2 separate regions of the Sus scrofa genome follow, and region 1 is linked to region 2. The links are chromatin contacts, called in public Hi-C maps. All regions are on one chromosome and are shown on one strand. The core of a region is the stretch at or near the end of the contact, and the rest is flanking DNA. Distances in the headings are between cores, read along the strand shown.

What was found. A called contact is a pair of places that touch in the nucleus more often than the background predicts.
Region 1: a Hi-C map of embryonic fibroblasts shows a contact between it and region 2, with 2.8 times the contacts expected there. The contact joins the promoter of SPCS3 here to the promoter of WDR17 in region 2. A contact is called at or near these places in 4 of 5 promoter capture datasets (fetal liver, fetal skeletal muscle and liver), 32 of 47 Hi-C or Micro-C datasets (adipocytes, adipose tissue, alveolar macrophages and 18 more) and 2 of 2 datasets of contacts at active chromatin or transcription factors (alveolar macrophages and skeletal muscle).

The regions. Positions count from the first base shown.
Region 1 is chr15:38,788,367-38,793,819 of Sscrofa11.1, forward strand. It overlaps SPCS3 (signal peptidase complex subunit 3), which reads left to right and starts at 2,239. Exons shown (of 5, transcript XM_003133320.4): 1 at 2,239-2,551; 2 at 4,001-4,074. The coding sequence starts at 2,409.
Region 2 is chr15:38,587,713-38,593,173 of Sscrofa11.1, forward strand. WDR17 (WD repeat-containing protein 17) reads left to right here and starts at 1,876. Exons shown (of 31, transcript XM_021075880.1): 1 at 1,876-1,988.

The DNA.
Region 1 (5,453 bases), core at 989-3,488, 200 kb after region 2:
GGATCCCGTGTTGCTGTGGCTCTGGTGTAGGCTGGTGGCTATAGCTCTGATTCAACCCCTAGCCTGGGGAAACTCCATATGCTGTGGGAGTGGCCCAAAAAATGGCAAAAAGACCAAAAAAAAAAAAAAAAAAAGAAATAAAAGAATTGTTAAAGGAAAATTTATTCTGTAACATACATGACATGATTAAATATCTTGAAAATCCAAAGACACAATGAGAAAACTACAACAGAATAAGAGATCTTCCCACCCCATCCCTACTCTGCTCCTATTGTTTTGGGATGTGTTTTGGGAATTCCTAGTCACTCAAGTTCAAGCCATCATGTCAGGACAATAACATTAATTTCATTTGTGCTTTTGCATCTACTTTCTGCCATATTTTGCACACACCCCTACCTAAGCAGTTGCTGTATCATTGATTTTGACTCTGAAATTTCTCATCAGTCTTCCTTTTTTTTTGGTCCCATTGTCATCAACCTCAGTCACTTACTCTCTACTTTTATTTTGTAAATGGCTATCAGTTCAGTGATGCTACTCTTATTTAATACATAATTTCCTGCAATATAAGATCCCAACTTTTTGGCCAGATTTTCTACAATAGGTCCTTATTTTACCTTTCCAGTGTCTTTCCCACCTAATCCTTTATACATACACTGTTTAGCTGGACCAGACTACTGGGTATCTCCTAGATAAACCCATACTTGCAGTCCAGTATCTTTTAGAATACTCTTCTTGGACATCAACACCTATAACAATAAGCATCCTTTCTCTAGAGAATCCTATATTAAGTATACCTAATTGTCTTGTTTATCACTGCGCTAAATATTTTAGATACTGTTTTTGTTTCACATGACCACAGATGCAATTTCTTCCTCTCCTGAAATTCACAGCATTTTACAACTTCCTCTGTGTTTCAGATTTCTCTGTTTTTATTTCATTGACTCTACTGGATTATAAAATTCAGGAGGGTAGAATCAATTAGTACACATCTCTGTTATCATGTGTAACACAGTAGGCATTCAATAAATTGTGGCTTTACTGAATAAACTGTGGCTGCCTGGAAGACAAAAATTTACAGTTTAACTCAACTAAGGATCTCTCCTTAGTTCATAGTTCGTTAGTTTTGCATTATTTGGCTCTACTCCAATTTAGCAGGGACCTTGTCTTATCAGGGCTGCACTCTCAAAGCCTAGAACTGAACCTGGCATAGCTGGCCCTTAGTAACAAACAACCCTAACTGTACACTATATGAAAACTGAGTGATTAACGAATAATGCAAAGAAGCCAGGGCTCAACAATAGACAAGATAAACCAGCATAAGGCTCAGATCATCATTTTCTGGTTTGCCCATCTTATACTAAGCTAGGTGTTCTTAGACTCTTTTGGTTTATGGATACAAAATTACAAATTTTTTTTCAGGGAATTACTGGGTCCTCTGAATCCCATTTTTATAATCACAAAAAAAAAATGTAGCTGCCAGAGGAACAAAGGTGTTGAGAGACCGTTAAGGTCAGGGATTGGCATAGTCTGAACCTTACAGCCTCTGAGGGCCACTGTGTATTGATGGATTTAAATTATAAATGTATATTTTTTATATTTTCTTTCTTTATATATGATACATATGAAATATTTTAAGTAAAAATTTAAATTATACCATGTGTGGCACAGCAATTTCACAACCATCACCTCCTTTGATCCTAAGAACCCAGCGAGGTCATTCTTTTGGTTATAGGATCCACCTTGTTAACATGCAACAATTTAAAACTGGTAGCGGCACCCTTATAGTCTAAAACAGCTTTAGCTGCCATAGGAAGGCAAAGCATGAATAGGAGCTGGTCTGAGGTTGGGCGTGGAAAGTAAAGGCCCTCTAAGCCCTCCCAAAAGCTGAAGTTCTAACTCCAGGTGTGACAAAAGACCAGGGGTTTTGGAGAGTGCTGCTTCCAAACGCGATACGTCGGGACACACAGCAAACTACCTTGCTTAGCTGAGGGTTTTAGGTGCAAATCGACGGCACCTAAGCACCCAAGAGGCCACAGACGCAGACCGCTTGAAAAAGGCCTGAGAAAGAAGGTTGACGGGCTTGGAGGCCAGAGGAGAACCGAGAAGGTGGCCCTTCCGCGGCAAAGCCCAGCACCTCCCCTGCTCGTCGCTGATTGGTGGAGGCGCCAAGGAGGGGCGGGCTTGCTTGAGGCTCAGTCTCGCGGGTTCGGCTCGTCCCGCCCGCTGGTGGGTGTGTCTGGGAGGCGGGGGCGCGCTCGCACGCGTCGCGGGACCGGAAAGGAGGCGGGGCCGCGACGGCGCGCCCCCGGAACGCGCGGCGCAGGCGGCGCGGATCGCTGGGAGCCGGTCCGCGGCCGGAACGGGGTCCCGGGTGTGCGTGTGGAGCGGGGCTCGGGGCGTCCGCCGCGATGAACACGGTGCTGTCGCGGGCGAACTCGTTGTTCGCCTTCTCGCTGAGCGTGATGGCGGCGCTCACTTTCGGCTGTTTCATCACCACCGCCTTCAAAGACCGGAGCGTCCCGGTGCGGCTGCACGTCTCTCGGATCATGCTGTGAGTGCGGCCGAGGCCGGGCGGCGGGCGGGCGCCGAGACCGGGCGGCCGCGCGGGGCGACGAGCCGGGCGTCTGCGCTTCCCCGGGGCCCCTCCCGAGCGACCCTCGCTCCCCAGTGTCCAGCCGGGCGGAACCCGCAGCTCCCCGGTCCCCCCTCGGCGCCCACCCTCCGCCTCATCTTCCCGGGCTTGCTCTTAAATTTTAATTTTGAGCGTTACTCCGGCCGGTGCCTCTGCGTCCTTCCTGTTCCTCACTTCCCTCTGCCCGCGCGGGCCAATGAGGGAGCAACACAACAGCAAAACGGGCGCCGCTCCCCGCCTCCCGCCTCCGGCCCTGCGCCGGAGTCCAGTAGCAGCCACCCCCGGGCTGCCCACAGCCCGACCCGATCCGAGCCCGGCCCGCAGCCCCTCCCCAGGGCCTTTCCTCGCAGCACCGACTCGCTGCGGCTGCCAAGTTGGCGGCCGAGGTTGGGATGCCCGGAGAGGACTGGGCATCCCAGTGCCCTGATAAGACGTGTTTTCAGTTTTATTTTTGAAGGGCCGGTTGCTTTAGTACATCTGGGAGAATGTCCCAAGTCGAATTTTGAAATGACATTGTCCTTTCGCTAATGCCTATTTTTTTTCCTTTCTAATTTTTATTCTCTAGCACTTTTTTCTTCGATTCTAGCTATTTCCGCCCCCCATCCCCGCTCTCTTGTCTGGCTTCTGTATGCCTTCTTCCATGTGCGCTCTCCTTCAACCTTAGTTTTATTTCTAAGTCAGAATTGTCAACCAGCCAGTTATCTCAGAGCTGTCCCCTACTCTACCCTTTCCTATATTGATGTTTGTTAGTTACTATTTTTTTTTAGATTGAAATAGACCCAGGCTGGCAATCACGGCTGTTCCTTGCTCTGGGAGGGATCAGCAGAGCTTGGCGCATTGTGAACACGGAACAGCTGTTAGCTACTGAGAATCTTGAGCAAGTTTCTTACCGTTCTGGGCCTTCGTTTCCTTTTGTCTAACTCGTGGGCATGTTGTGAGGATTGAGATAATTGTGAAAAATATGTAGTGGACCTGACCCAGACACTTAGTAAGTGCTCAGTAAATACAGCTGTTCATTTTATGTTCATTACACACCACCTTGTAGTAATTTCCTTCTACCCGTTGGACCAAATCACTTGACATCAAGTATTTACACCTTCTATGAATAGTTTTTAATCTGCTCCCTGGGTTTTGTGAGGGATTCTTTTAGGTTAAATGAAAGTAGCTGATGACCCATTTTCATAGTGGATTAAGATGTTTATCCTGTTTTCACATAAATTTTTCTGATTTTTACTTGTTTCTTTGTGGGATTGTTTTTTCAGATGTGCATACAATTAGACCCCTGTCTTTCACTTTATGTGAAGAATTTTGTGAATTTTATATGCTGTTATGTTGGAAGGATGGTAAAACTATTATCTTTACTTCTAGAAAAAATGTAGAAGACTTCACTGGACCTAGAGAAAGAAGTGATCTTGGATTCATTACTTTTGATATAACTGCTGATATCCTTTTCAGAAAATACTTCATTGATTTCTCTCTAGTTTGATAATATACATGTTAGTGATTGGGGGGCAGTAAGTATGTTTATTCATTGAATCAGTCAAACCTTGGAAATTTCTGTGCCTATGTTTTCATCGGTATAATCATGCTAATATCTCCTCATTCATACCTTAAAGAAACTTATTTATAGATTCATGAGTTATTATTGTGTGAACACACTTTAAATCTTCACAGAAACAGTAAATAGATCTAAAGCTACAGGAGAGTTTGAATCTATATATTGGAAAGAAAATGAAATTAGATCATTGAGACTAAAGAAGAATGTTACCAGAACTCAGCCTACCTAGATGTAGTATTTCACGTACAGTCTTAAAGAATATATGCATATTTTGTGATAGCAGAGAGAAACATATGTAAAAAAGTGATTTGCATCTCCTATGGTTCAGGTCGTTACCAGATGATTATTAGTAAACCGTATTAGCATTTTGCCATTATAGTTCTTTTTATAAGTGCTTTTATAATGAAATTCAGAGAAATCTTAACAATTGCAAGAGTTACTTAAAAATATTTAAATATTTTCTCTTTATTCTGAATTTCCACCTTTTGATTTTGGCCAGTTGTATCTTCTCAAAGGTCAAAGATTACCACATTGGCAGCATTGTTCTCTGCTGCTTTTAGGATCTCACCTGCCTTTTTAAAACCCTGGGATTAAAATTGGTTATGGAGGTTGAACTGTCTCAATTTGTGTAAAACAGTTGTTTGAAGAATGGAAGCAGGTTATGTACCTGGGAAGTTTATCTGACATGCCTCTTTACTACCCTGAAATTAGTTTTAACTTTATTTTTTAGAAAATAATTACTAGGTTTAGAAATAGACTAGGAATTAGTTTTGTAGGCACCTTTTTAGGAAATAGAGTAGACCATCAGAAAAGTCCTATATTAAACTTCTGCTTTTAAATCTTCAAGTCTTTTTTTTTTTTTTTTTTTTTAAGCTAGTGAGTGGGAGTTGGGGTCTAGTGTGATAGTAGGAACTTGTGTATCTGGGCAGTTATAGGGAAATTTCCTGATATCTCAGTTATTATGTATTCTCAATCTTATCATTTGTAGAGTTTCTTAATATGGCTGCTAAAACTTGAAATTGTACTTGTTCTTATAAGAAGATAGCCAAGATTTCTAAGTTCTAAAATAGGGATTCTAAGTGAATACACAGATCTTATCCAAGAGCACAATAACGTGAACATGTAGTTGTTAGTATGGAAATGGATGTAATAAAAAGACATAATCATTTCCTTATGGTGCTTAATGAAATCCAAACATTAACTCAGTTCGTTTCTCAGTGACACCAGTCTTATAATTAATCCTGGTGAGTTCCCCGCCCCCAC
Region 2 (5,461 bases), core at 626-3,125:
GGCTTATTTCTGTTCTCTTACCATTTTTACATTAAAATTAGTGTGAAAAGGCTAATTTTAAAATTAATAAGAAAAGGCCACTTAACGTGAATCTCAAGCCCTTCTGGGTCAATTTTTCTAAAATTTAGCTTAATAAGTTCTTCTTAGTTGCTTTTTTAAATTTAGAATAGCCACTGAAAAATGCACTTGTCACATTAAATGGTCTTGAACACCTTTTGCGAAGCCACTGCAGTCATAGGATCGTCTAGCCTTGAAGATGAACTCACTGCAGTTAACTGATTCCCCCAGTTGCTCTGCTTTTAGATTTAATCATTAAGAACTCTATGTACTCTAAGTGTTAGGAGCTAATGATGGCCCTGAAACTGGCTGTCAGCCTGGGTGACTGACAGCATTTTTGTTTATGAAATGAGAGCATCACATTAAATATTTGTTGAATAAAAGAATGAAAATGACAGTAAAAAGATCTTTTCCTTAGAAATCAGGTTATACTATTTCTTTAGGTTCTGGATCTAACCACATATGTGATAGTTTTTTTTATTTTTATTTTTATTTTTTTTTTGCTTTTTAGGGCTGCACCCAAGGAATATGGAAGTTCCCAGGCTAGGGGTTGGAATCTGAGCTACAGCTCTCCGCCTATGCCACAGCCTCATTAAGGCGAGATCTGAGCCGCAACTGCGACCTACACCACAATTCAAGGCAACACTGGATCCCCACCCACTGAAGGAGGCCAGAGATCCAACCCACCTCCTCATGGATAATAGTCAGATTCATTTCCGCTGGGCCACAATGGGAACTCCCCACATGTGATAGTTTAAACCTCCCTTTCCAAACAAGTGAACCAAATCACAGCAAAGGGAAAAGAGAACTGAATTGGGAGTTTGGGATCATGGCATCAATTCTGCTACTGAAATAGCTATATGTCCTTGACAAATTCTGTAGCTTTCCAAGCTAAAAGATCTTCATCTTTAAATCATGAATGTACAACCAGACAATTTCTGATGTTTCATTTGGCTTTATGATTCTTAACTGGAGAGCTGGAACAAATTAGACATAAAAAACCTTCTTTATCCAACCAATGGACACTCTTGTCTTTAACAACTTTTTCTCTTCATGTATACTGTTGACACTGTACCAAGCAAACATTTGTCATAAATGAAAATGATGGCCTATTTTCCCAGAAATATTTCTTTTGATCTCCCCTCTTAATCATTTTTATTTCTATCACCTTAATTCTGACCATTAGCATCTTTTCCATGAACGACTGAATTCTCTCTAATTGATCATGCTTTTCATTTCTCTGTACCGTTATGTACCTCCAACATTTCCAAGTTATCTTTTCTCAAGAGAAAGTTCTGGTTTTAGAGGTTAAGGTCTAACCTAAGGAAGAACAGAACAGACAGCATTCCGTACTCACATTTCAGGCAATGGTTCAAGATTAGTGAACCCTAGACTCTGAAGGAGGCTCAACTCTCTGCCTCAGGCTCCTCAAGAAGGAGATGTTGTGATTTATTTATTGTATACATGACTCACTTTCCTAGAAAGGGCAGACGCGGTAGGTGGAACATGTTAGACAGTGGTTCACTGTTTTTTCCTCCACTTTCTGCTTCGCTGTAAACTCTGTGGAAGCCTAGCCCAGGGCCTGAGAACCACATCCTCGGCGCAGATTCCTGGTTGCCAGGTAACCACCTCCTGGAGGCGTGAGGGGTCTCCAGGGGTTGCCAGCCGCTTCCGCCTCTCTCCAGCGCTCCAATCAGCGGCCAGCGTAGCTGTCACGTGAACCCCGGGGCGGGACCCGGAAAGCCGCGGGCTGGGTCCTGCCACAGAGCCATCATCCCCGCCCTTAGAACCCCCGGCCGGGCCGCCCCGCCCTGGAGCCCGCGGCGCAGGAGGGGAGGGCGGGGCGGGGCGGGTCCACAGGCCGAGCTCGCGCATCTGCCGCGCCCGCTTCAGCACCTTCTGCTGTCCGCTGCAGTGGTCGACTCCTCCAGGTAAGCACCGCGGAGGGCGGGTCGTGGTAGCCCGGCGGGCGCGCTGGAATAGGGTGATCTTCGAACCTAGTGGCGTCGCGTGGGGGTTCCAACCTCCTCAGCAAGGGTCGCAGGTCCTCGGGGCTTTGCGCGCGATGGTGCCTGATGCGGGAATCCCTTGAGAGTCAGTCACACACCTGATCGCTACAGGGCACAGCAGGCAAGCCTTTACACATCTGAACTGACACTCGAGTGTCACCCACGATCATGACGAAAGGCACAGTTTTCTTTATGTTTTTAAGCTTATTCATTACAAGTACGTCTAGAGTCTAGATCGTCATTCTTATACCTGTGCCCGCAGGGCACCTCCCCAGGTAGGATCCCCTACCCCTTTGAAAGTGGTCTTCTTATTCAGGTTGTGCCAAGAAACTTTTGAGTAAAAGAAAATATGCTCCAGAAAAAAAGACAGTATTGAATGTCAGAGGCACAGTACGCGTGAAGTAAATCATAAAAAAAAACCTTTCCTATTTTTCAAAAACTAATAAATCCAGACTTTTTGCATGCAGTATTAAAAGGAGCAAATCTTTGAACTGACTTTTTCTATATTAATTAAAAGCAGTTGATTTGAATGAAGTTTAGTGATAACTTTATCATATATCAAAAATAAATCACACTTGTTTTTGTAACTTCCGTATGTGTATTTACTTATTTATTTGTTTGTGTCTCTAACAGTGATTTGAAGAGAAGTATTAGATATCTGAATCTTTCATTGGCTGAGTATTTCAGATATGCCCTTCAGAGAAAATCATTCCCCTACCACTTTGTATAACCGGAGTTACAAGTCCTTGAACATTTAAAATAACCTTAAGTAAAGAAAAAAAGGTTTTCCTTTAGGTTTTGTTTCTCTACAGAGTAAATGCTTTGGGGAATTTCTAAGATTCTCTTCAGGTATCCAGATCTAATTTCTTATTCACAAATCTCCAAGGAATAGTCTCATCAACAGTCAGAGAACAATTTTCATGTGATTATCACTGAGCACAGCATGGTCTTGGATGGGGAGCTGATGATTCAGGGCTTGTGATTACAGCCTCTATAGCAAAAGCACCCTTTCACATCCTTTTGATTCTGCCTCACTGGCCTAGGTGTGCAAGAAAGTGGCATAGTTATAGCTTTCCTGTGTGAAGGCAGAGATCTGAGAAAGTGATCTGTCTTTCCTGTTCTATGATCTAAAATTAAATATAGTAATTAAATGCAAGTGAAAAATTGTCAGTTAATTCAACAAAATTTTGGGAAACATGCTTTAGTGGATTGGTTAGAGATGAATGTTACAATTGCTAGTTTTAGGTCATTGTGTTAAGAGTTCCTGGGAAGTTTTCTAAATGGGAATAAACCAACAGCCTGTTTCAAAGGCCACATGTGGAAAGAAAACTCATATATTAAGAGAAATAAGTGTAAACTTACTCTATATTAAAATGGCTAGTTGAAATTTATTATTTATATTGATTTGGTCTTTCTCAGGGTTGCTATTAATAGGTATACTTAACTATAAGTATCTGAAAAAATATTAGATGTATTTACTTAAGTGTTTAATAATTCTTCATTCTTTCAGTTTTCATAATTAAATATTGCTGTACTAAAAAATTTTATTACCCACTAGCTGCATAATAATTCTATATATTAGAAAGCTACAATTGATTCAGTGTAGAAAATAATTTTTAAATTCCTCTGCTCCTAGTAAAGTGACCACTAGGGGCTAGAGTGTTTTTGTTGTTGCTTTCTATAGACTCTATCTTGGAACCCCTAGCCTGTGCATAGGTGAGGCAAGGGGCAGTTTTTATATTAGAGAAGAGTTTTATTTTCATTCATTCGTTTGTTTATTTTGTCCTGAAAGAACATGGAAGTCCAACAGGAGTTCTTCGATTGTCACTGTCAATAAAATATGTGCAGTTCTCCAGACTACCTTATTTTATTTCCCTAAACTCTATAATGAATACTAAAATGAAATTCAGACAGTTTTGAAGGAGTCACATTTCCTTCCTGTAGTCCAGAATTTATTCGAGTCAGATATAATATACAAGAACGGTAATGGTTTGCCAGATTACCGAATAACATGTTTTACCCAGCCATTCATGGTAATTATGTGCATACAAACATTACTGCTACTTTTTGCAGTTGCTGAATTATCTGATCTTATATTGTGTATATGTAGTCCATTTAGCAGGTTGAAGTATTAAAGTGTGTAGCTTTCTATGTGTCTTCAGGAACAGAGATCTTATTGAGAATATTTAATTCATTGTACTAGGACATTGGGAGGGATTTCAGCACCCTCCCCCCCTTTTTTTTCTTGTGAGAATCATGTATTAGAATAAGAGTGGCTGGCATTTTTCAACATCCAAGACCATACATACCTCATTCTGTGATAATCACCTGGAGATTTTTCATTGTTGTTGAGACTATTCCTTGGAGATTGCTGAGCAAGAAATTAGATGTGGATACCTGGAGAGAATCTTAGAAATTCCCCAAAGAATTTACTCTGCAGAGAACAAATCCTAAAGGAAAACCTTTCTCATGCTTAAGTTTACTTAAATGTTCAAGAAGGACTTATAACTTCTTATAAGAATTACTAGGGAAATATTATAAAAATTGCTAGAGAAATATTATAAAATGATCAGCTTTGACCAAGACTTTGTATATCGAAAGAAAAAGAGAGTCCCATCGTGATTGACTAGAAAAATTTCTAAAGTTCTCATGGTAAAACGTGGGGTGTCATATGAGGAGACAAAATTCAGCTTGTTCTCACTTGATCTCAATGACTAGACAAATACAACTTGAAAAAGGCTAGATTGTGTTAAAAAAAAAAAAAAAAGGCATCCTGGAATTGGAGCCACAGGTGACACTTGCATCTGGATGTCACATTATCAGCTTACTTGAGTGAGGTGATTTTTTAAATAATGATAAAATCTTACTTTTTATTACTTTCCATGTACTTAAAAGGTGATTTATTAACCTAATTATCTCCTAAAATTCTGAAATCTAAGTTCTAATTTAAGAAATATATATGTCATATAAAGACAGTAATATATATCTTGCACAATAAGATCATATGAGATAATTCATCAATGTTATTTGCTATTAAGGGGATAACTGATAATTGCCTTGTTCAGAAAAGCTCTTATTAAAAGATGTTAGAAATATTTTTCCATCCTTTGGTGAGAATGTTACAACAGTCAAAATTTGGTTTATAAGTTTGAATGCTCGGACATGCAGAACTCACAGAAGAGGTTGTTAAATAATTTACCTTCTGCTCAGATTTGTTTTTCTCTTCCAAACTGTTGACACTTTAAATTGTGAGCTTGTACCAGTATCCCAGGCAGTCTCATCTGCCATTACGTATAATAAGCTCAATTTCATATCTCATACACACAAAGAACCTACTTTCAAGTTGAAAAGTAGAAAATAGTTCCTATTACATAGTGTTTGATGTGCTGCTGGAA